Regions from separate parts of the Mus musculus genome. Here region 1 is linked to region 2. A link is a contact called in public HiChIP or PLAC-seq data. All regions are on one chromosome and are shown on one strand. The core of a region is the stretch at or near the end of the contact, and the rest is flanking DNA. Distances in the headings are between cores, read along the strand shown. Region 1 holds the start of Dclk2 (doublecortin-like kinase 2). Region 2 overlaps Dclk2 (doublecortin-like kinase 2).

Region 1 (4,826 bases), core at 1,193-3,692, 58 kb after region 2:
GTTGTTGTGTAGCCTGAGCATTGATAAAAGTGACAGAGAAACTCAGCCACTTTAGGGACTTGTCAGAATGGCTAACTTTTTTTTTTTTTTTCAGAAGTGAGGCCTATTAGAAAATAGTAACCCTGCTGCTTAAGTTTCCTCATCTGTGAAAGGGAGAAAATGCCTTTAGACATAAGCTCATGCTGAAATAAGAAAGCAGCTTAGTTCGGGGATCAGTTTCCACCTCTGACAAGCTCATGTGGCTATGGCTACACGGAATGTACTATCTGCATTAAGAACGATGCCTGAGAGCTAATTATATGTAAACACTCCCTCAGTACACACTGAGATATCTGCCTGATCTTTTGGGGTGTTTGGAACTAAAAATTGGGTTCTTTAACTACCAGCCACCCTTTCCTTACTAAAAGCAAAAATGAAAAATACTGCAAGAACTCTAGAATGACCAAACCTATTGGCACGAAGTCCCTCTGATTGATGCATGGTTGGTGTGCCAGGATTCCTAATTTCTAACAGGCCTTTGCTGCTGGGTCCCAAGACCCTACCATTCTTACTGTTACTCTCTTCATGGAGAAGACAGAGAGACTCACCTTGATTCACCTCGTTGCCAACCAAATGTGGAAAATCCTTTAAACAAGGTGGCTTTCCATTTTGGCTACACTGAAATCATCTGAGGAACTTTCAAAACTCTAAACGCCCAAGTCATACCCTAAACCAAGCACATCAGAATATCTAAGGGGTGGGGCCGGGTCCGATATTTTAAAAAGTGCCCAGCACGGTCCAAAGTGAAGACAGGCTGAGTGAGACTTTTTCTGTGCTGGCTTGCCTCTCTTGATCTCCAGTGCCTTGTGCCACACATGAAACCAGAAAAGCCAACCTAGAACGAGTCAGAACGAGCTAGCTGTGCACAGAAGGTACAATGGGATCCCAAACACAGGAACAGCACAGGTACTGCACTGGCCTCTACCAAAGGTTACCCAGCGCCTCACTGGAGAAACACGCTTTCAAACAGTTTGCCCTTCCAGCAAAAATAAGTTGGCTAATTTTACAGCCATCATTGTTTGTATTTGTCTCTGATCATTAGAATTTTCTTCCGTTTTTAGAAGGCCAATCTCTTGGGAAGGAGATAATGGGTGCACCCCAACCCAACACAAACGACCGAGGAGCAGACAGTTCCCGTGGCTGCCTAGAAAGCAAGCGCCCGGCAGGCTGCCCCAGCGCAGGGCGGGGAAGCGCGCTGGCCGCAGCCACTGCACCTGCCGCTGTGCACGGGGCCGCACCTGCCGCGCCGCGCCCGCCCCTCCTATTTACCTTCCAGCAGCTCGTCCAGGCTGGTGACCTTCCGGCTGCCGTCTATGGTGTAGATGGTGCGGACGCCCTGGGGCAGGTTCACATTGTCAGACAGTGAGCGGGTGAGCTCTATGAGGAGCGCATCGAAGGAACGGAAACGGTCGTTGGAGATGGCAAAGACCAGGCCTTTGAAATAGCGGTCCCCATTCCGGTAGAACCGCGCCTTCTTGGCCTTCTTCTCCGAGCTGAGGGCCTGCAAGGTCCGCGTGCGGTAGAAGCTGCAGTGAGCACTGTGCGCCGGGCTGGGGATGAGCCCGTTGCCCTTGGGGCCAGAGATGCTGCTGCCCCCGGAGGAGCTGGGAGCCCCTCTCCGTGACCCTGGCCGCGGCCTTTTGTCCCGTTCTTCAAAATGTTCCAGCTCAATGCTCCTTGTGCTGGCCATCGCGGCTGCTCGGGAGAGCTCTCCACAAATTAATTAATTAATAAAAGGACGTCCCAACCGCCCCGGCCGCAGCGCGCCGCGATCTAGGCGCTCCGTCCCGTCTTAAAGCAGCGGGACACCTGGCGCGGGCATTCGGGCCATGCTCGCAGGTGGAGCCGCTCAGCCAGCTAAAGGCGGCCGCAGCGCGCAGCAGCCCAGCTCATTGTCCCGCGCGCCCTCGGTCGCCGCCGCCAGCTGAGGAGCCCCACGCCCCCCAAGCGCCTCCTTCGCCGGGCCACGCCTCACAAGTAGCGCGCGGGCAGCAGGCCGGGAGCCGCCAAGTTGAACGACCCTAGGCTGGCCCGGGTTCGCATCCGGCCTGCGCTCTCGGGCGCGCTGAGTGGAGGAAGGAAGCGGAGGGGGGAGGGGCGCGAGCGTGGGCGAGGCGCCTCGGGGCTGCCCGGCGCGGCCTGGGGTCCCGGGTTCCCGCCGCCGCGTCGCGCGCGCCCAGGCCCAGTCCACGGCCGGTGCGCGTCCCTGGCCGGGGATCCTCTAGAGGCGCTGGGCCCCTGCGGGAAGAGTGCAGCCGCCTCCCACGCACGCACGCCCACGGGCATCCGCGCTCTCGGCCGCCTGTCAGGGCCTGGACCCCGGAGGACACCCTCTGTCCCTTCAGGGACACCACAAACCACACCGAGAGGGAGATGGTGAGGAAGAGGGCGGCGCCGCGCGAGGAGCGGCTCTACGGTCCAAGGAGGCCCCGCCCGCCCGCCGGGCTACCGGAGCTGCGCGCTCCCGGGCGTGACCGCGCTGCGCGCTCCACAAGCGCGGGGGCTAGCGCAACCGCGCTAGGCAAAAGAAAAAAAAAAAAAGCCTACAAAGGAAGGAGACTCAAGGGCAGCAAGCACATCCTTATCCTGCCTCCTGGGGAAAAACCGAGGCCAACCTAGAGCAGAAATACAAAACATAGCACTAGGTTTGGATGCAATATTAGTTTTTTATAAACGTCTGATTTATTGTTTAAATAAAAAATCCTTTAGGCAGAAAAAAAAAATCCTTCACACTTTCTACTGCAGATTCGATAACACAGTAGTTCCAGTAACTTTGAATGAATACATGACTACAAGTTATTGGTTTCATTGAATCAAGTATTTGTGGAGAGCTTGCCATTTGCCGGGCATTAATCCCATCACTGGGGATGCGCGAGCAGAGAACAGAACCTCTGTGAATTTACCCGCGCTCACGTGTTCATTCTGAGCTGCTCACAGAAGTGGACTGACAAACACCCATCATGCAAGAAAACCTCTTCTTAAGTGGATATCTGGCCCACAATAGACATGTTTCAAGAAATTTTTGAAACGTCCGTTATTTCACTTTGGTGATGAAGCTCAAAGGCATTTGGCCCCAACCTGACACATGAAATTAATGATTCGGCACCCGGTTCTTCAGCAGCCCTAAACAGCTCCAAACTGTCCTTGAAGGTAGGGCGACAAAAAACGCTTTGCTTGTGATCGACTGGAACAGCATAAAATAGGAGTGGGTAGAAACACAACCATGAGCACCGTGAAGCAAATCCTTCCTCATAGACCTAGTTGGCCAAAACATGAGAACGGATGGAGATAGAGGGGCAAAAAAAAAAAAAGTTCCATGGGCATCCAAGATGACTCAGTAGGTCAGGTGACTCATAGAACTGCCAATCATCGCCAGATCCCACGTGGTGGAAGGGAAGCATAGACTCCTGTAGTTTATCCTCTGACCCCTGCATGCATGCCATGCCAAGACAACACAGTAAATAAATCTAAAAACTTTTGTGAGGAAAAAAATTGTTCCTGAATTCTATTTCTAATGCAAATGAACTGGGAGAAGGCAGGCTTCAAGGAGGCAACTACTAATTAATCTGGGTTGCTTTATGGTTTAAAGTTTATAGAACCGTAACACGTTTTCCTCTTTCGTGCAAGTGCAGAATGTCTACAGTGAGATGTTTAGAACTGGCATGTATTTCCCTCGCTGGGATATTCCCTGCATCTCAGAAACCCTGTCTGACCTGCTAGCTGTTCACCTGTCTGGAGACTGTTTGGGTCTCTCCTGGACTGAGATCTAGTTTAAGGTGGCTTTATGAAGACAGGATGGCCACAGGCAAATAAGTCACCTTCTGGAAGCCAACCTTGACCTCTCTCTCTCTCGGCTGTGAATTACCGTTCTATAACTCCCCTTAACCCTAACATTTACTTGAATAAAAAATCGGGGGAAAATACTTCATTTCTCATCTATTGGCAATTCAAGAAGGAATTAAATCTCAAAACATTCCCTCGTTCACACATTAAAATAACCCCTTTCAGCCGGGCGTGGTGGCACACGCCTTTAATCCCAGCACTCGGGAGGCAGAGGCAGGCGGATTTCTGAGTTCGAGGCCAGCCTGGTCTACAAAGTGAGCTCCAGGACAGCCAGGGCTATACAGAGAAACCCTGTCTCGAAAAAACAAAACAAAAACAAAACAAAAATAACCCCTTTCTGCTCTGATTACACATTTTTTTAAATAGTCGTAGACTATCCAGTAAGTATAAAAACTTCACTGGCAATCTGCAGCAAGGATCTGGTAAACGCTTCTTGTAGAAAGCTCAACATGACAGAGAAATAAAGGGCTGGTGTTTGCATCCCACACTCTTCCCTCAGGCCACCCAGGCTGGCAATGCTTTTGAGACCAGACTTCGGCACTCTGCTTAGTACCTCTCCCCAGTCTACACTGCCCAGGGAAGAGAATGCAAACCTTCAAGTGGTATAATCTGTTTAAATAAAACTTCATTAAATTCTCCACTAAGTGGTTTTATATTTAAAAACAAACAAACAAAAAACTTGTCTTGACTATTTCCCGGTTTTACTTTGTTACTCTTTTTCTCAAAGGCCTTGACATGTCTTCAATTTTTTGGCCCTGAGCTTCGATCTTCAAGGCAGTTTTCCAGCCATTCCATTACTTATTACATAAAAGATGCCTACGGACCTTTTAGGCTGCAAGCACTTTGGCAATCTGCTGTCTCATGTCTTCGTTTCTGTTCACTGTGCACCAAGTGCTTCTTCTCCCAGAAGTTAGAACAATGAGGTAACAGTTTCTAGTGGGGGG
Region 2 (4,788 bases), core at 1,737-4,236:
ATAATGTTAAATAAAAATTTTAGGGTCACTGTTTTTGGACTGGGTCCAAAATTTGAAATAAAGTCCCTTGTGCTGCAGTCTCATATTCTAGCTGAAACTTAGGTCTAAACCCCAAGGAAATCAGGTTAGAGAGAGACAACAGCCAAACTTCCCAACAGGCCTATTTCTACAGACATGACAATGAAGTTTCCTGTGCCTTCACCTTTTTTCTTAAGTAACCTGATGTTAACTGACACATTCTTTTCCAGTTGTCTTTCTCCCTATCCCTACCCGATGAGCAGAGTAACCTGGAAATGACCGCTCCGCTCACTTTTTGTTTTTGCTCCCCTCAGTCTATTTGTATAAGCCCAGCCTCCTCTGCTGGGCTCACTGGAACGCTAACTCTGCAATCCTGCTCTATGGAGCGCAGTGTTGCCCAACTCTAGAATAAAAGAGAAAACCAAGTACAATCTAAGCTAGATGGTAGTAACCGTGTCACCTGAGCCCAAATAATTCAATGACTGTAGTGTTATAAATAACCAAAAAAAAAAAAAAAAGACAGTAATAGAAGATGAAGACATGTAGGAAGTCACGCATGTCAATATGTACATGACTGATCAAACCCGATCAGGCCTGGGAAGGAAAGTCACAGACTCTTGAGCACCTGGCAAGAAGACTCCGGACTGTCAGAGATCAATAGTGCCTCTCATCCGCCCCGAAAAGAAGCCACAAGCAAGCATCTTGCAGGTCATATTATTCCCCCTTTTCATTTAGGAGCTCTGGAAATCAACTCTAAAAAAACAACAGTTTCACAAATTTCAACCTCTCACCCCCCACTCTCCCAGCCCCTTCCAAACACGAATGGAAACACATCCCTGGACAGTGTGTGCATCTGTGCAAACTTGTAAGTGTGTATGATCTGGCTTCCTTCCTTCCTTCCCTCACAAACTGTTCATATATCTGAAAGCCAAACTGATTCCAGAAAACTTTTGCGAGTTACTCTATTGAGTTATAGAGTGTCATGCCATCTTTTATCAGTTTCATGTCTTATAAATTATCTGGTATAATCTAAAGAAGTGGGAACCATGTTAGGCCTCTGGGAACCAAAAAAAAATCTATTTTGTTCCTTTGTAATGTACATCCTAGATCTATTACCCCTGAGCAAGGAGCACAGACTTACAGCTGGCTCTGCAGGGAACACCTATGGAGTAGCTCCACGGGCTGCAGATTCACCAGAACTCATTTATTTTTCTAATTTATAGAGGCTAGCTGGAACTGCAAATAGAAAGCACATTTATTCCTGTTTTACAAGACCCCTATGGGTTAACAGATAGCCTACATCAATGCAATTCTGGGCTGATTTACACCACAAAAGGGAAACCTCCTACTTGTATTTAAACTAAGTTTTCCACACACCAACTGCCTGATTTTTTTTATCTAGATGCAATCTCCATAAAGCTCAAAGTAATCGGATGTTTTAACAAAGCCATTTTGTTCCTCTTATCTGCTTTTACTGCAAATTGTTTGAACTATCTCAGTGATATACAACACACACACACACACACACACACACACACACAAGATTGACTAATTTTTTTGAAGTCACAGTACAGAATAGATTAATGGAGAGTGGGGGTGCTGATTTTGTAGTCAGGACTCTCCACTAAGTCACAGTTGCTTCTAACAATTATCTCACTAACAAACTGAAGGTAATAAAAGGTGTTTTCTGCTTTGGTTGTTTTAAAGAACATCACTTTGTAATGTACTGTGGGCTTTGAATTGACAATTCTGCCTCTGCTTTCTAAGTGTTGGGATCCTATGTATTTTCCACTACACCTAGCCTTGACTCATATTTCTTAGGTTCTTGTTATGTATGACCAAATAACACAAATGTTCCTAATACCCTGGGGTATGTGGGACCCTTCTTTTTCCTTCTTTCAGAACAGGTCTAATGGGAACAAACTGCCTAGCTGGAGTTTTTAACAGATCACAGAAAGGACACCATTTTTGGCTCTGTCCCAACTTTCTCTGAAACACAACTCACTTATTAGGTCTTTAATACTCCCACGCCCTCGGCCATATAACATAACAAATACTCCCGTAGAACCAGAGTAAGTTATTTAACCTCCCCATTTGGGGTATTTAATTGACCTCTGACGAGACACAAGTTTACTGGTGTCCTTGGGACCTCTCATGACCCATTCAGTGCACTTTTATGTAAGCTGGGGAAGGCTCCTTTTCCCCAGTGAAGAATTCTACTGCATCACTGCACACCACAAAAGCTCTGCGCAGGAGTGCACATGACACTCCATCTCGTCACAGCTCGCACACACCGGGGCACACATGCAGAAGTGTGTCTTGCCAGCGGCCATGCCTTCTAAGTGAGGTGCCTGTGACAGGTTCCAAGGTGAGTGAGCAGTGAGAAGTATCTTAAGAGTAGGAGATGACCCCTAGGGATACACGGGAGGAAGAAGTGCCACAGACAAATATGCCTTACAGTACGTGAGTGGAGTGCGAGGTGCCTGGAGGCTGAGCTGGGGTGGAGGAGAAACTGACAGAGGAGAAGCTGCTCTCTGCAGCTCCACAACTCACCTGGGAAACCTGGCATATTTACCCCAGATGGTACAGAGGATGTAAAGAGCAGTCCCTGTGGAGGGCAGGCTGCCTCAGTGGCACAGCCCTGCTTATTTAGTTAATATCTCACTGCTCACATGGTACTCAATGTCTTCAGATCCTGGCTCTAATCTCGTTCATGTTCCCCATCAGGCTGTGTTCCTGTGGGTCCATGATGGGCAGCCTGTTTTCTGGTTGAGCTAGGTTTAAACCCTGGAGACCCAGCAGATAACTCTTCAAGGGACAGAAGGAAGTTTGCCATGCACCCAGACACGAGGCCCCAGCTCCATAATTCTGTGGCCATCAGGCAAGCAGGGCAACACCCCAAGCTGCCTGCTGTATTCTGTCTGGACTCCACCCCCACAGTTGCCTGGCAACAGCCAGGTATGCTCCTACCCAGTTGCCTGGCAACAGCCAGACAGGCCTGGCCCACTATAAAAGGGGCTGCTTGCCCCCTCCTCCTCCTCTTACTCCTGCCTTCCCGCTTGCTTCTCTCTTGCCCTATTTCTCCCCCTCTCTCTGCATTCTGTCTCCCCTCTCTCCACGTGGCCATGGCCAGCCTCTACTTCCCTACTCTCTCCCTCTCTCTGCCTTTCTACAATAAACGCCTTAAAACCATGGACTACCTCTTCTCATGGGGATCCGCTGTGCTGGAGCAATGGAGCAGGTTTCCCTCTAAAGGCTCCCCTGCGTTCCCAGGCACGGCTTCCACCAATCCACCTGCCCGAGCAAGCAAAGGACTCTCCTCCCCATGTTAACATCTCTCCTCCCTGCCCTCTTCCCCAGGGACCTCAGACTGCCCTTTCCCACCCCCGGAGCAGGGGAGGGGTGGGGGAGGGGAAGTGTACCGCAGCTTCTCACAGTCTGACACCTGCCCAGCAGCAGTGTGGGGTGCACAACCAAACTTTCCCGTGCCTGCCTCGCCTAGAGGCCCAAGCCCTGGGCCAGACATGGGACCCCATTTTAACCCACATGTTCCCACAGGTGCTCCCACATGCTGTGCTCCCACCATGCTGTGCTCCAACAGGTGCTCCTACATGCTGTGCTCCCACCATGCTGTGCTCCAACAGGTGCTCCCACATGCTGTGCTCCCACATGCTATGCTCCCACCATGCTGTGCTCCAACAGGTGCTCCCACATGCTGTGCTCCCATCACTCTCCTAAACCACCATGCAGCCTCCCTGCTTTATGCGCCTGATCTAGTTATTGTTTTGCTTATGATATGTCTACACAATCATACAATTTAACACACTCTTCAAGATAGTCCTGGCATACCACTTTATTGGTGAAACTTTTCTTAACTCCCTTTCAACAGAACTCATTCCAACGCTTTAGTAATTCTATCAACAAATAGTTATTTAACATCTCTGCTAAAGTACAATGCATAGAGTTTCAGGCTATGTATATATAGTATGTATGAAGTCAGTCAGACTAGGCTTATTCCCCACCCCAAAATATCTCATTTTAAGCAAATATTCAAAATACAAAAAAAAAATATCTGCAATATAAACACTTCTGGTCTCAAAGGGTGTGTGTAGGGTCAAAGGTCTGAGCCCACTACTAGGTTTGAAAAACCTATCAAAGCCCCATCAGTCACTAAGCATGAAATCCCACCAATCCCTGGGCTTGGCTTGAAATTTCACCAATTTCCATCCCAGAAATCTCCACCCTGGAAAACTCCTCCCCCAAGAAATCCTATATAAGCTTCTTCTTCGGGAAAACACCAAATGGTGGAGTGGGAGGGCCCGGAGGACCCAGGGGCCCAGGATTAGGAGGCCGCGGCAGATTCCGCGGAGAATTCGGCAGCGGTCTTAGGGGCCGCGGTAGAGGCCGCGGGGCTTGTGGAGGTAAAGCTGAAGACAAGGAGTGAGTGGATCCCCGTCACCAAGCTGGGCCGCCTGGTTAAGGACATGAAGATCAAGTCCTTGGAGGAGATCTACCTGTTCTCCCTGCCTATTAAGAAGTCTGAGATCATTGACTTCTTCCTGGGTGCGTCCCTAAAGGGTTAGGTTCTGAAAATCATGCCAGTGCAGAAGCAGACTCCGGCTGGCCAGCGGACCAGGTTCAAGGCTTTCGTCGCTATTGGGGACTATAATGGTCACGTTGGTCTTGGTGTTAAGTGCTCCAAGGAGGTTGCCACTGTCATCTGGGGGGCCATCATCTTGGCCAAGCTTTCCATCGTCCCTGTGCGGAGAG

What was found. HiChIP or PLAC-seq counts read pairs in DNA pulled down with a chosen protein or histone mark.
Region 1: a contact with region 2 is called in an H3K4me3 HiChIP or PLAC-seq map of embryonic stem cells, with 47 read pairs. The contact joins the promoter of Dclk2 here to the enhancer-like site in region 2. A contact is called at or near these places in 4 of 39 promoter capture datasets (the 3T3-L1 cell line, embryonic stem cells, hippocampal neurons and 1 more), 1 of 15 datasets of contacts at CTCF or cohesin (the NIH/3T3 cell line), 15 of 484 Hi-C or Micro-C datasets (the MC38 cell line, the N1E-115 cell line, Th1 cells and 8 more), 18 of 115 datasets of contacts at active chromatin or transcription factors (double positive thymocytes, embryonic basal ganglia, embryonic fibroblasts and 10 more) and 7 of 9 other capture datasets (adipose tissue, embryonic stem cells, embryonic tail and 4 more).

What each region holds. Positions count from the first base shown.
Region 1 is chr3:86,918,442-86,923,267 of GRCm38.p6, forward strand. It overlaps Dclk2 (doublecortin-like kinase 2), which reads right to left and starts at 2,443. Exons shown (of 16, transcript NM_027539.5): 1 at 1,309-2,443. The coding sequence starts at 1,729.
Region 2 is chr3:86,860,160-86,864,947 of GRCm38.p6, forward strand. The region is part of intron 2 of Dclk2 (doublecortin-like kinase 2); the gene reads right to left. Among named protein-coding and RNA genes, the nearest start is that of Gm46810, 32 kb to the left of the region's middle. Within about 2 kb of position 2,987, at least 60 of the 459 cell types and tissues checked have an H3K27ac peak or open chromatin away from gene starts, as enhancers often do. A contact at or near this core is called in the N1E-115 cell line, cerebral cortex, cortical neurons and 2 more, where this site is marked.